Linked DNA regions of Sus scrofa: regions 1 and 2 are each linked to region 3. Evidence: chromatin contacts called from public Hi-C and HiChIP or PLAC-seq data. All regions are on one chromosome and are shown on one strand. Each heading gives the region's core, a stretch centred on a gene start, on an enhancer-like site or on the middle of the called end of the contact. The rest is flanking DNA. Distances are from core to core; before and after follow the strand shown. Region 1 holds the start of PON1 (paraoxonase 1). Region 2 holds the start of PON2 (paraoxonase 2). Region 3 holds the start of PON3 (paraoxonase 3).

Region 1 (3,370 bases), core at 84-2,583, 43 kb before region 3:
TATATATAAAATATGATATATTTATATACATTACTATTTTATGTATGTACATAATACATGATATATTCTCATTTGGCAACGAATAGTACTATGATCAATGAAAATCCACATATGGTAATTTTACATGATTAAAAACCCCAAATCACTCTTTCTTACGTTTTTCTAACAGTTTGTGATTCCAAAAATAACCAACCATTAGAAGAAAAAACCCCAATAGTTATAAAACTTACTCTGAATTTAAGTTTCTTAGCAGTCCATAGGGTCATATGATTTTTTTCTAAAAACCCAAATGTTCAGTTTGATTTTTAGTAATGTTTTACTTCAAAGTAAATAACAACAGGGTATTACTGATTAAGCCTTAGGGATTAAGATGATCTCTAGACTTTGAACCCTTAAAAAAGTTACTGTGAAACTCCTGATATAGTCTTAAAAACATTTTTTTCCCCTTGTGAGTACTTGAAGGTTTATAAAATACTTTAAGGAAAGCAGGGCACTAACATTTATTGAATAGTCACTATATCCAGGCACAGTGTTAGATGCTTCTGATACAAGGTTTATTGAAGCAGCTAATAATTTAGAAATATAAAGTCATTTGTTTAAGATCCCACAGTGGGAGGGATGTAGCAAGAGCCCAGGAGGTCAAATGCCAATGCTGGTGTTCTCTCCCCTTGGCCCCACCCAGCCCCCACTGGAGCAGGTGGCCCATTCTTTCCTACCTGCTTCTCCCCACACGAGTTTTCTGTCTCTCTTAACAGTGCGGCCTCAAAATTGAGAATGTCCAGGCAGCCAAGGCAGGAACTCCTTCTCTAACTCACACAATATCATGCCTCCCGCCCCCTGCCACTCTGGTTATCTGTTTTGAAGCAAAAGTTGAGAAGTGAATCTAGCCAAGATACACCTATATTCATGAAAAATTGTGTGTGCCAACAGCTTGGCCGCTCACACCCATGAGTCTTTTTAACCTCTCTCCCAGGCGGAGAGCAAGGGTATGCTTCCAGGTGGCTGGGGAAAGTGGGCTATTTATGAAATTGCTGTGGCAGATAAGGCCAGCACTCGCCTGAAGATTTTCTGAGAGCCTGGAACCTGCTTGGGAATCAGGGGAGCCTCCTGGGCCAGGCTAGAGGGTGGGACAGATAGGACCATGCAGCAGCCCTCGGCACAACCCAACTTACAGATAAGAAGACCGATGATCCCTGAAGAGTGCTAGCCCCAGCCCCAAGAGGGTGAGCACCATCAGCTTCGCCATGGTCCGACAGACCTTGGAAGAATGGACAGACAGATGCACCCAAGATAGGAGATGTACCAGAGACTTTTCCTGCCTGCAGCCTCAGGCTGCCCAAGGTTGGTCCCACCCCTCCCCGTCGGGCTGCTCACCCCGCCCCCTGCACCTCAGGCTTGAGGTCAGCGCTGAGACACTTTAAAGAGAGGAGACTGAGAACGAGCTGCCTAGACTGAGTGAAAAGGGGGGTAAAACAAGCAGATTAGAGGAAATAGCTGTGGGAAAGGAGAGACGAGCTTTGAGGAGCGCTCACTTTGTGCTAACAAGCTTCTAATCCTGGTGGCTCAGAAGGGTTCAGTAACTTGATCACCGTGACTCAGTCTGGAAACGCACAGAAGGAAGAGAGGGCTGTGCTTGAGCCCTCTAAGCCCTACTGAGCAAAGCAGAGTAGGAGGTGCCTCCACATACCCATCTCTGCCTTCTCTCCTGTTACCATGAGTGAGGTGTTTCCTGCTTCACTAAAGGCCAGCTCTTCTTTTTACTCTGGGCCCCCTTTTTTTCTTTTCTTCAGGATTTTGGTCCCAGTTACAATTTCTCTCTCCTACAACATCCACCTCTTCCTCTTTTCTGGAGTATTGCCGTCAAATACCCCCATGCTTTAGTGTCACTCCTCATAGTTTTCTGGGTTAAAATGCTCTTTGATCTCACATTCTAACTACTTACTGTTCTCTTTCTCTGCTCCTCTGTTAAAAAAAAATCTCTTTGGAATACTTGTCAACAGTTGTTGCTTCCATCTTAGTAACTCTTGTAACAGATAAATGATGGCTACAAATTCTTTGACATTGTTCCTGTTGAAAAGTGGGACACAGGTTCTCTCCCGTGAAGTTGAAGCTGTCTCTGTGAATGCCTTAATTGAGTAATGCAGTTGTGCTATTCAAGTTTGCAAATCATTCTCAGATTGTAACTGCTTTGGGCACAGATCACCACTTCCTTCTTTTTAAATCCTTTCCTGTCTTAGATTCATGATTCTACCCTCTCCCAGTCTTTCTCCAGCTTTCTTGGTCTTCTTTGCAGGATTCTCCTGTCACTGATCTCAACATGATGAAGCCCTTGGATAGTTCTCATTCCAGTGGGTTTCCATACCATCAGTGCGCTGGTGCTTCCAAAATGTCCATACCTAGCTCAGGCCTCTTATGGTGGCTCTAAAAGATCATCCTGGAAATGTCTACTTAAAGTGGCGTAAGCCACATCCAGAAACATCCTCACATTTTTTCTTCTGTCACTTATTGTTTCTGAAATCAACTTGTTGATTTATTTATACAATCATGCTCTGTTGTGGCCTAATGAAATGTAAGCTTTTTGTGGTCAGGGTTTTTGCCTTTTCCCCACTGCGATCCCAGGGCGTAGAAGAGAGGCTGGCAAAAAGTGATCCCTTATTAGACATTTAATGACTGGCTGGTGAGTGCTCACTTTCTGCTAACTGGCTGCCTAGTTGACACTCCCACTGGAGAGTCTAATATATTCTTCAAAATATCTCCAAAGCAGAACTGTTGATTCCCTCACATCAACATGTTGTATCCTCTAAGCCCTCCACACTTCAATAAATGGGACCACTGCTATCTAGTCACTCAGACCCCAAGTCTAGACATTTTTGTTCACCCATCTCTTTCTCTCCCACCTTCTTGAACCAAACATATGAGTCATAGGCTCTACTGCTGTATTAATTGGCTACTGCTGCACAATAAATTGCATAAAAATATACCAATTAAGAGCAACAGACATTCATTATGTCAGAATTTCTATGGGTCAGGTATGTGGGAATAACATTGCTGGCTACTCTGACCCAAGGTCTCTCATGAGTTGGAAGCTGAACTGACAGAGTTGCTGTGATGGTTAATTTCATGTGTCAACATGTCTGGGCAAAGGGATGCCCAGATAGCTGGTAAAACATCTTTCATAGGTGTGTCTGCAACAGTGATTCCAGGAGAGATTAGTGTTTGAATCAGTAGAGGAGATCCAGTCTCATCACTGTGGGCCATGCATCTTCCAGTCTGTTGAGGGCTTGAATAGAACAACAAGGTGGAGAAAGAATGACTTCTCTCTTTCTCTTTACTTGAGCTGGGACATCCATCTTCTCCTGCCCTTGGATAT
Region 2 (3,650 bases), core at 1,083-3,582, 33 kb after region 3:
TTTGAGCACTTCGCCAAACTTCATAAACAGCAGGTACTTGATATTCTACAATTATAGGATTGCCAGATAAAATGTAAGATGCCCAGTTAAATTTGAACTTCAGATAAATAATGAATTATATTTTAGTATAATTATGTCCAAAGTATTGCATGGCATATGCTTATACTAAAAAATTATTGGTTGTTTATCTGATATTCAAATTTAACTGGGTGTCCTGCATTTTTATCTGCCTTTCTAGCCACCCAACATTCATCCCAACTTTCTCACATCAGCCAATAAGAGGCATCAACTGTCCAGTGAAGTTACTACCCTATGAAGTCACTGCTCAATAAAGTTTATTATAGTTGTCTTCGTAAAGAAAAGATGCATTAAATTTTAAATTGCCTACCATGTGCATTCTATGTAAATAAGCTTCATTTATTTTTTCTTAGGTTTGCAACTGCATTTGTGACTTATAAGGACTTAAATTTAAAATCTTAAGATTAATAAGAAAGAATTGACTGGTAATTGACAAAATGTCAACTCATAGAAACATTAGTGGTTTGAACTTTAGGGACAATTTAATGAACTTGAGAATTTAGTGGTCTTGCTTTTGAAACCAAGAGCTGGACAGACAGATCATACAAAATCATCCAACTCAAAAATGTTCTGCAAAGCAGGAAGGTCATTTACATAACACACAAATAAGCTCAAGATGTCTATTTCTTTCCAGTAAATGTTCCTCTTCCAACTCTGACTGTTCCTGCTGCTTAGACACTGTTCCTCCTCCTGGCACTTTTATCAGCAGATGAAACTACGGCTAAGACGCAGAGACGGAAACTCCAGTATCGCCTTTGACTTACCCTTTATCCCTGGAGTTTCAGAGTTAAGGCCTCTGTGATTCTCTCCAAAATTCCTGTTCTTTAACTAGTATCCCCATGTCTATTTGCCCTCTATACTGGTACTTGTCAGCTCTAACTGTATATTAGAATTATCAGGAGAATTTTTAAAAATGAAAAATACTCAGGCCTGGGCCCCACCCAGATGGACAGAATCAGAATTGCTGGGAGTGCAGCCCAGTTAGCATGAGAACCACCACTCTGCTCTAATCCAGCCTCCCAGGCCATCTCTACACAGCCCAACTGGTTATGCTTTAGATGGTTTCAACAGGTACCTGTTTAAAAAATAGAACACACAATAAATAGTTCCGCTCTGCCTATCAAAGCAGGCCCCAATTTTCCAACATATATTTAACCACCTCAAACCCCATCCTTCCCCTACCCGTACTATTCTCATCACTTAACTTTCTGCTCTCCTCAAATCTAAAAGTCCCTACCTCATTCCCTTTGTTGAGGCACAATTCCTATCTGTTTCACCCATCCCGCAAGGACAATGTCAAAAGTCCCTTCCTCCTGAACTCCACCTTCAGGAACTGTAACTCTTCCTCAAGCCTGTAGGGATTGGTTTGTACCTGTCCTGAACATCCTAATTTATCTATTTGTTTTATTTCTCTTCTGCCCTATAATCGGATGAACTTTTTAAGGGTAAGGACGGTGACTTACTAGATTACAGGAGCCCAAGAGAGCATGGTATAGATTAAGCACTCAGCATTTCTAGAATTCTTTCGCCTAGAAGCTTATAAAATTTGAGTTGATAATTCGGAGACTATGACGTCTGCCTCCCCGAGTTTTCTTCATTATACCGAAGATGTGAGATGGACTAGGCGTGTCCTGTTTGGCATTCTAGCCTCAGGGTTCCCGGCCAAAAGATAAATACGGAAGTGATGTAAGGTCACTAGCTGAGTATCTCGGGTATCTTTGATCTACTGCGCCAAGATTAGAGAGCAGCGGAAGAGTTTCTCTAACTCTGCAGGAGAGGGATGGAGAACAACTCTGTTAAAGACCGAGGCTGGTTGGAGCAACAAAGAGAAGCGGCACCAGTGACCTGAAAGAAATCTTTATAATTAAAGTTTCAGTGCATGAGTCACAGTTTTGTTTTCAAGTTAAAGTACAGGGTTTGCCCTCGAGTAAACTCCAAAGAACTCGCTTCTTCAGCCTGGGGAGAAAAGAACTTTGTGAACAGCCAAGGCTGGTAAACTTTTTAGGAAGTCTCGCGATTCAGCCCAAACGGTGCAGGGTTTTGCTGGCAGCTGGGGGTGGGGTGGAGGCGACCCGCGGGGAGGGGGAGCAGCGCGGTGCAGAGTTCCTCCCCGGCCGCGAGTGTCCCCGCTCGCCCGCACCCCGGCCACCTCGAGCAGGGACCCCAGGGAGCCCCACCTACCTGAGCGCCAGGAGCCTCTCGCCCAGGAGCGCCAGCGCTATCCCCAGCAAGCTCAGAGCCAGCAACCGCCCCATGGCCTCGCTCGGCCCGGCCCGGGAGCACTGTGGGCGGCGCCCGCCGTCCGGCTCCAGCGCGCGGGCCGCGCTCCGCCCCGAGGTCCGCGAGCCCGGCTGGCTCCTGATCGCGGGCCGCGGCAGCCCCGCCCTCGGCCCAGCCCTTGGCCTTTGTCGCCACTAAACTACTCTTCTGACACCTTCCCGCCCAGGTTAAGCCAAGATTGTGACACAATGAAGTCCTTCATCTCCTTTTGCAAACAGACTACCCAGCAGGAATCTGAAGTAGTACACAGGCCTTCTCAGTTCTCTAATCTTCAAAGACATTCCCTTATGTTGTCGATCTGTCAGAATCTTCCGGCAGGCAGTTATGAAGATTTTTTTTTTTTAATTACAGGAAAAGATACTCGGTCATGTCTTGTAAATACATCACGTTGGAGTCACTGCTTTTTTATAACAGGATGTAGCTGAGAACACCGTGTTTTTAAGTAATGCCTCGCTAGACAAGAGATCTAAAAGTCTGAACACTTCTGGACACTGTTTTGATCTAAACTCAGTTTATGGGAGTAAGAGCAAAAACCAAACAAAACTTAAAAAAAAAAAAACCCATAACATGCATAAAGGAAGAAAAAAACTATAAAAAGGAAGCTTCCCCATTAAGATTGAGATAGTTACAGTAAGTGAGTATAGCTGCAATAAGCTTCTGATGGTTACCAGCGCTTAATTTCCACCCTACAGTATGTAGGCAGAAACGGTCACAATTGCCAGTTTTCAACAAACATCAATGTTATTAACAACCAATAAATAAAAACAGATGCCAGATTCACACCCTCTCTGCACAGGGGAGGAGGGAGCGAGGGAAGACCCCTCTGTTTCGGTATGTGCATGTCTGATTCAGTCTTGAGGGATTTTAGTTTATATTCCATGGCAGACAGAGAACTAAATAGTTGTTCTTCGAAAGCTCAGGAGGTTTACCTTTTCTTGTGTTATGGACCCCTCTGGCAGTGAACCTATAGATGCCTTCTCAGAGTAACATTTATAAGTACATACAGTAAAACGCATGGGATGGCAAAGGAGACCAATTACATTCAAATGCAATTGTCAAATATTCTCATGTTTGTGCAGTAATATAGTAGTGTAATGTGTGCTGCATTATTAACACTTTAAATCACAAGATCTAATACCATTCTTTCAAACAGTGATGAGCATAAATGTTATTTCAGGACATCTGCAACACTGTAATGAAATAAAGAAAATAACTCTTATTTACAATAGTAACAAAGTCACAAGTATTGCTAATGCTTTTGAGGTCTGTTTTCTACTTTCATAATTGAGGGA
Region 3 (3,472 bases), core at 393-2,892:
TGATAATATCAAATAAGTAGGTACCTCCTTTTATTGACATGTATTTACATAATGTGGACATTATGTGGGTAATGTGCCTATATTATTTATTTAATAATAAATATTAGTTTAAATGCACAAAATAATATTATTTAATGTGCGAAAGTATTGTTTATTATACTTTGGTTCCCCTAACCCCCTAGAATCTTGTCCTCACTGCTTTCCCAAAATTCAACAGGGTCTCCTAATAGCTAAGCCCTGTAGCTTTTGCTTTATTATTTTAAGAAATATCATGCTAATTTACTTTGAAGTATGTGAATTCCTTAAACTGACCACAATTTAAACAATTGGCCAAATTATTTTTGAATATAGTGTTATTTCCACAGTGAAACATTCTTCTAAATATCAGGAACAATTGTACATTTTTATTAAACTGTATTCAGGAAGATTCTACACTTAGACTTATCTTACTGTCACTTAAAAATATGCCTTAGAACTACTTTATAATTATTATTATTATTTTTTTTATAAATCACTTGGGTTCACTGGGAGCAAATGTAGTAATAAACTCTCTCAAGCCAAACTAGAAAGTACTATCAAAAGGCGTCAGGCTTCTCAGTGGATTCTAGATGTGAACTTCTGAGGTGGCCAGCTTCTACTTAGATAAATAAAAGCAACACAAAGACAAGTGAAGGCAAGTAGAGGCTGATAGATCCATTCAGAAATGCATATTATTGCCTAACATTTCTTTTTACTAGTCCCGTATTAAATTTTCCTGAGATATTTCTGGTATGTCTATCACTGTAGATGGTCCACTTTCAAAGGTGAGGTCAGGTACCTACAAAATGCTAGTTAGCCCCTCAGGTTTCAGTTTATTTTCCTCTGACTAGCTCTTTTAATCTGGGATAAATTCTGTAACCCAGTACTCCTCAATGTTCTTCTGGCCTTTGGGCAACCTCTCAGTCAGCAGTAAACGTCCAGCTGGTAGCCTGGTCGGCTCGCCCAAGTCCAGCGCTTCCAGCAGATTTAGTTTGTTTAGGAGCAGAATGCTGAGGGCGACGTGGGAAAGGGGTCCTGGCTTTCAGGAAATAAATTGGGGCATTTCTGCCTTATCATTTCAAGAAAGGCAAGAAGTCAGCTCAGTTTTCACATCCCTGGAATTGAGGAGTCCCCAGACTGCACATTCTTAAGCTTTAGAAAGGCAGCATGCGACAGCGCTTACCCTAAAGTGCAAGAGGAAAGAGCCAAGGATACTCTCACTAAGATGCCAATTTACCTTAATGCCACTAATCTCTCCCCGATTAAGGCTAGGAAGGCGCCCAGCAGAGTCAGAGCCACCAGCTTCCCCATGATCCTTGAGCAGCAATGAGCCAGGCAGAGCCCTGGGGGAAGAAGCAGTGGACAGGCGCCTGCCTTAACGCCCAGCCCGCCCCGGCCCGCTGTCTTGCCTCCGTGGAGGAGCAGGTGAGCTGCCAGGGCCCTGTCAGGGGGTTGCCCCGCCCCGCCCCGCCCTACAGCCTGGGGCTCAAGGTCACCTTGACCCTCCTGGGAGGTTCAAGGAAACCTTTAATCTTAATTGAAGGAATCCTTTTTTTCCCCTTTCTTTTCTTTTTTTTAAATCAAGGCTCAAGAGCCTGGAGCCCTGGATTCAGGGCTGGTTCTCTTAGCAGCTTTGGCAACATCCTACTTGTTGGCAGGAGAATAGAGGGAGTTTGCTGCCAAAAGCTACGAACTTGGACCTCTGGTCCGTCAGAGGACTGAAAGGGGAATGGGGGTGGGGAGGGGGGCCAGGAAAGAGGGGAGCTAATGTTGAGGGCCTGAAACTTCGCGTTGGTGGAAGGCAAGGAGTAATATGAGATGGTGGAGAATTGATGCCTAGACACAGGTAGGATGATAAATGAAAGTAATCGAAGGGAAGAGCTTTAACTCACCCTTCTCCAAGATTTGGAGCACAGGACCTTATCCTATGGCTTTGTGCCCTGCCTCTGAATGCTGACTGTGATGGGCACCCTGTTCAATTTGTTGACTTGGCAGATTTGTGAATATATCTGCTCCCAGCATTTGGGATAAGAAAAATCAGAAGTGAAGGAAAAGAAAGAAATAGAATAGGTAACATTAAGATGAGCAAAATTGGGGGGGGAGGGATTTGTTTCTGTAGCAACTGCTGTATGCGTTGCATTGTGTCTAGAACTTTTCCTGTGTTAATTTTTGATTCTCAGTACTTCTCTGAGGTAGGTAACATCCCAGTTTTATAGGTGAGAAATCCGAGGCACAGAGTAGCTGTATAACTTGCCCTAGGTCACACAGCTGCAGAGTCAGGCAGTCTGGCTCCAGAGTCTGTGCCTTTCCTTAACTGTGCTGCTTCTATTAAAGCTGTGGAAAAGAGGCTACCTGAAGGAACACTGTAACATCTGGAGTTGTATTGATAAGATAATTATTTTTAAGATGATTAATTTTAAAAGAATTCAGGCAAAGGAGGGATTGAATGCTATTTTCCTGAGGACAAATAAGAGGAGAGATGTGAAGATCGGAGTGCTCCCAAAGCTGAGGCACCAGGAGGTGTGGTGCAGGCATGCATGCAGGGTTTGGGGCTCATGCTGCCTGGGCTGGATCCAGCCTGGATAAGGTGCTTGACTTTCCAACACTGCAGAGTCTTCTTTTGTAAAAGAACATCTGCCTCATAGGTGGTTTAAAGTCAAAATGTTATGATGAATGCAAAATGCTCACCACTGTGCTTGGTACATTGTAAGAAGCCAATAAGCATTAACTATCATTTAGATCTGAACCTCCACATGAGAGTTTAGGCTAGTTATAGGGAGAGACCCCTATGCCATTGATCACTAGGTCTTCCAGTGCTAGTCATAGATCTTTGTGCTTTGTAGCTGCTCTCTAAAAATTGATTAGGTGGATGACTGTAAGATATGGACTTGGGTGAAGGAAAAATTGGAAAAATAAAAAGAAATGGAGTGGACGATGAAATAGAAATAATTGTCTTATGCGCTAAATATTTTGCATGCTTCATCATTACTTCTTATTATCCTCACTTTACAAATAAGGGAAGTAAGGCTTAGAGAGTTTGAGTCATAACTTTCATAAGGTTATATAACTAAGAAGTATCAGAGATTCCATTGGATTCAGGTCAAGGGACCCTAGAGTACTTATTCCTTTACCACTGTGTTTGCTGCCTCCCAGCACGGCATGAAGAAGAGGATAAGAAAGGAAGCACATCCTTGGGCAAGTGATTGCAGGTGCTGTGTCATCTATAGTTTGTTTTAAATTTCTTCACATTAGGCAGAAGTGTGTGTGTGTGTGTGCATTAAGTTATAAGTGGTTAGTTATCATGTGAACACCATAATCAGTCATTCAATTCCCCAGCCTGGAGATCACCATATCAAGTGTCACCATTAAAATCTGCACCTGCAGATTACACTCATTAGCTAAAGAGATATTAGAGATAATTATTCATGGCAAAGCCAGTTTTGTCCAAAATATG

The links. Hi-C and Micro-C count contacts between places; a contact is called where the count stands out from the background. HiChIP or PLAC-seq counts read pairs in DNA pulled down with a chosen protein or histone mark.
Region 1: an H3K27ac HiChIP or PLAC-seq map of alveolar macrophages shows a contact between it and region 3. The contact joins the promoter of PON1 here to the promoter of PON3 in region 3. A contact is called at or near these places in 1 of 5 promoter capture datasets (liver), 7 of 47 Hi-C or Micro-C datasets (embryonic fibroblasts, liver, omental adipose tissue and 1 more) and 1 of 2 datasets of contacts at active chromatin or transcription factors (alveolar macrophages).
Region 2: a contact with region 3 is called in a Hi-C map of liver, with 5 times the contacts expected there. The contact joins the promoter of PON2 here to the promoter of PON3 in region 3. A contact is called at or near these places in 1 of 5 promoter capture datasets (liver), 6 of 47 Hi-C or Micro-C datasets (heart right ventricle, liver, mesenchymal stem cells and 1 more) and 2 of 2 datasets of contacts at active chromatin or transcription factors (alveolar macrophages and skeletal muscle).

The regions. Positions count from the first base shown.
Region 1 is chr9:74,973,375-74,976,744 of Sscrofa11.1, forward strand. It overlaps PON1 (paraoxonase 1), which reads right to left and starts at 1,334. Exons shown (of 9, transcript NM_001097515.2): 1 at 1,173-1,334. The coding sequence starts at 1,246.
Region 2 is chr9:75,049,018-75,052,667 of Sscrofa11.1, forward strand. PON2 (paraoxonase 2) reads right to left here and starts at 2,333. Exons shown (of 9, transcript NM_001123223.1): 1 at 2,260-2,333. The coding sequence starts at 2,333.
Region 3 is chr9:75,016,300-75,019,771 of Sscrofa11.1, forward strand. It overlaps PON3 (paraoxonase 3), which reads right to left and starts at 1,643. Exons shown (of 10, transcript NM_001044604.1): 1 at 1,515-1,643; 2 at 1,256-1,361. The coding sequence starts at 1,329.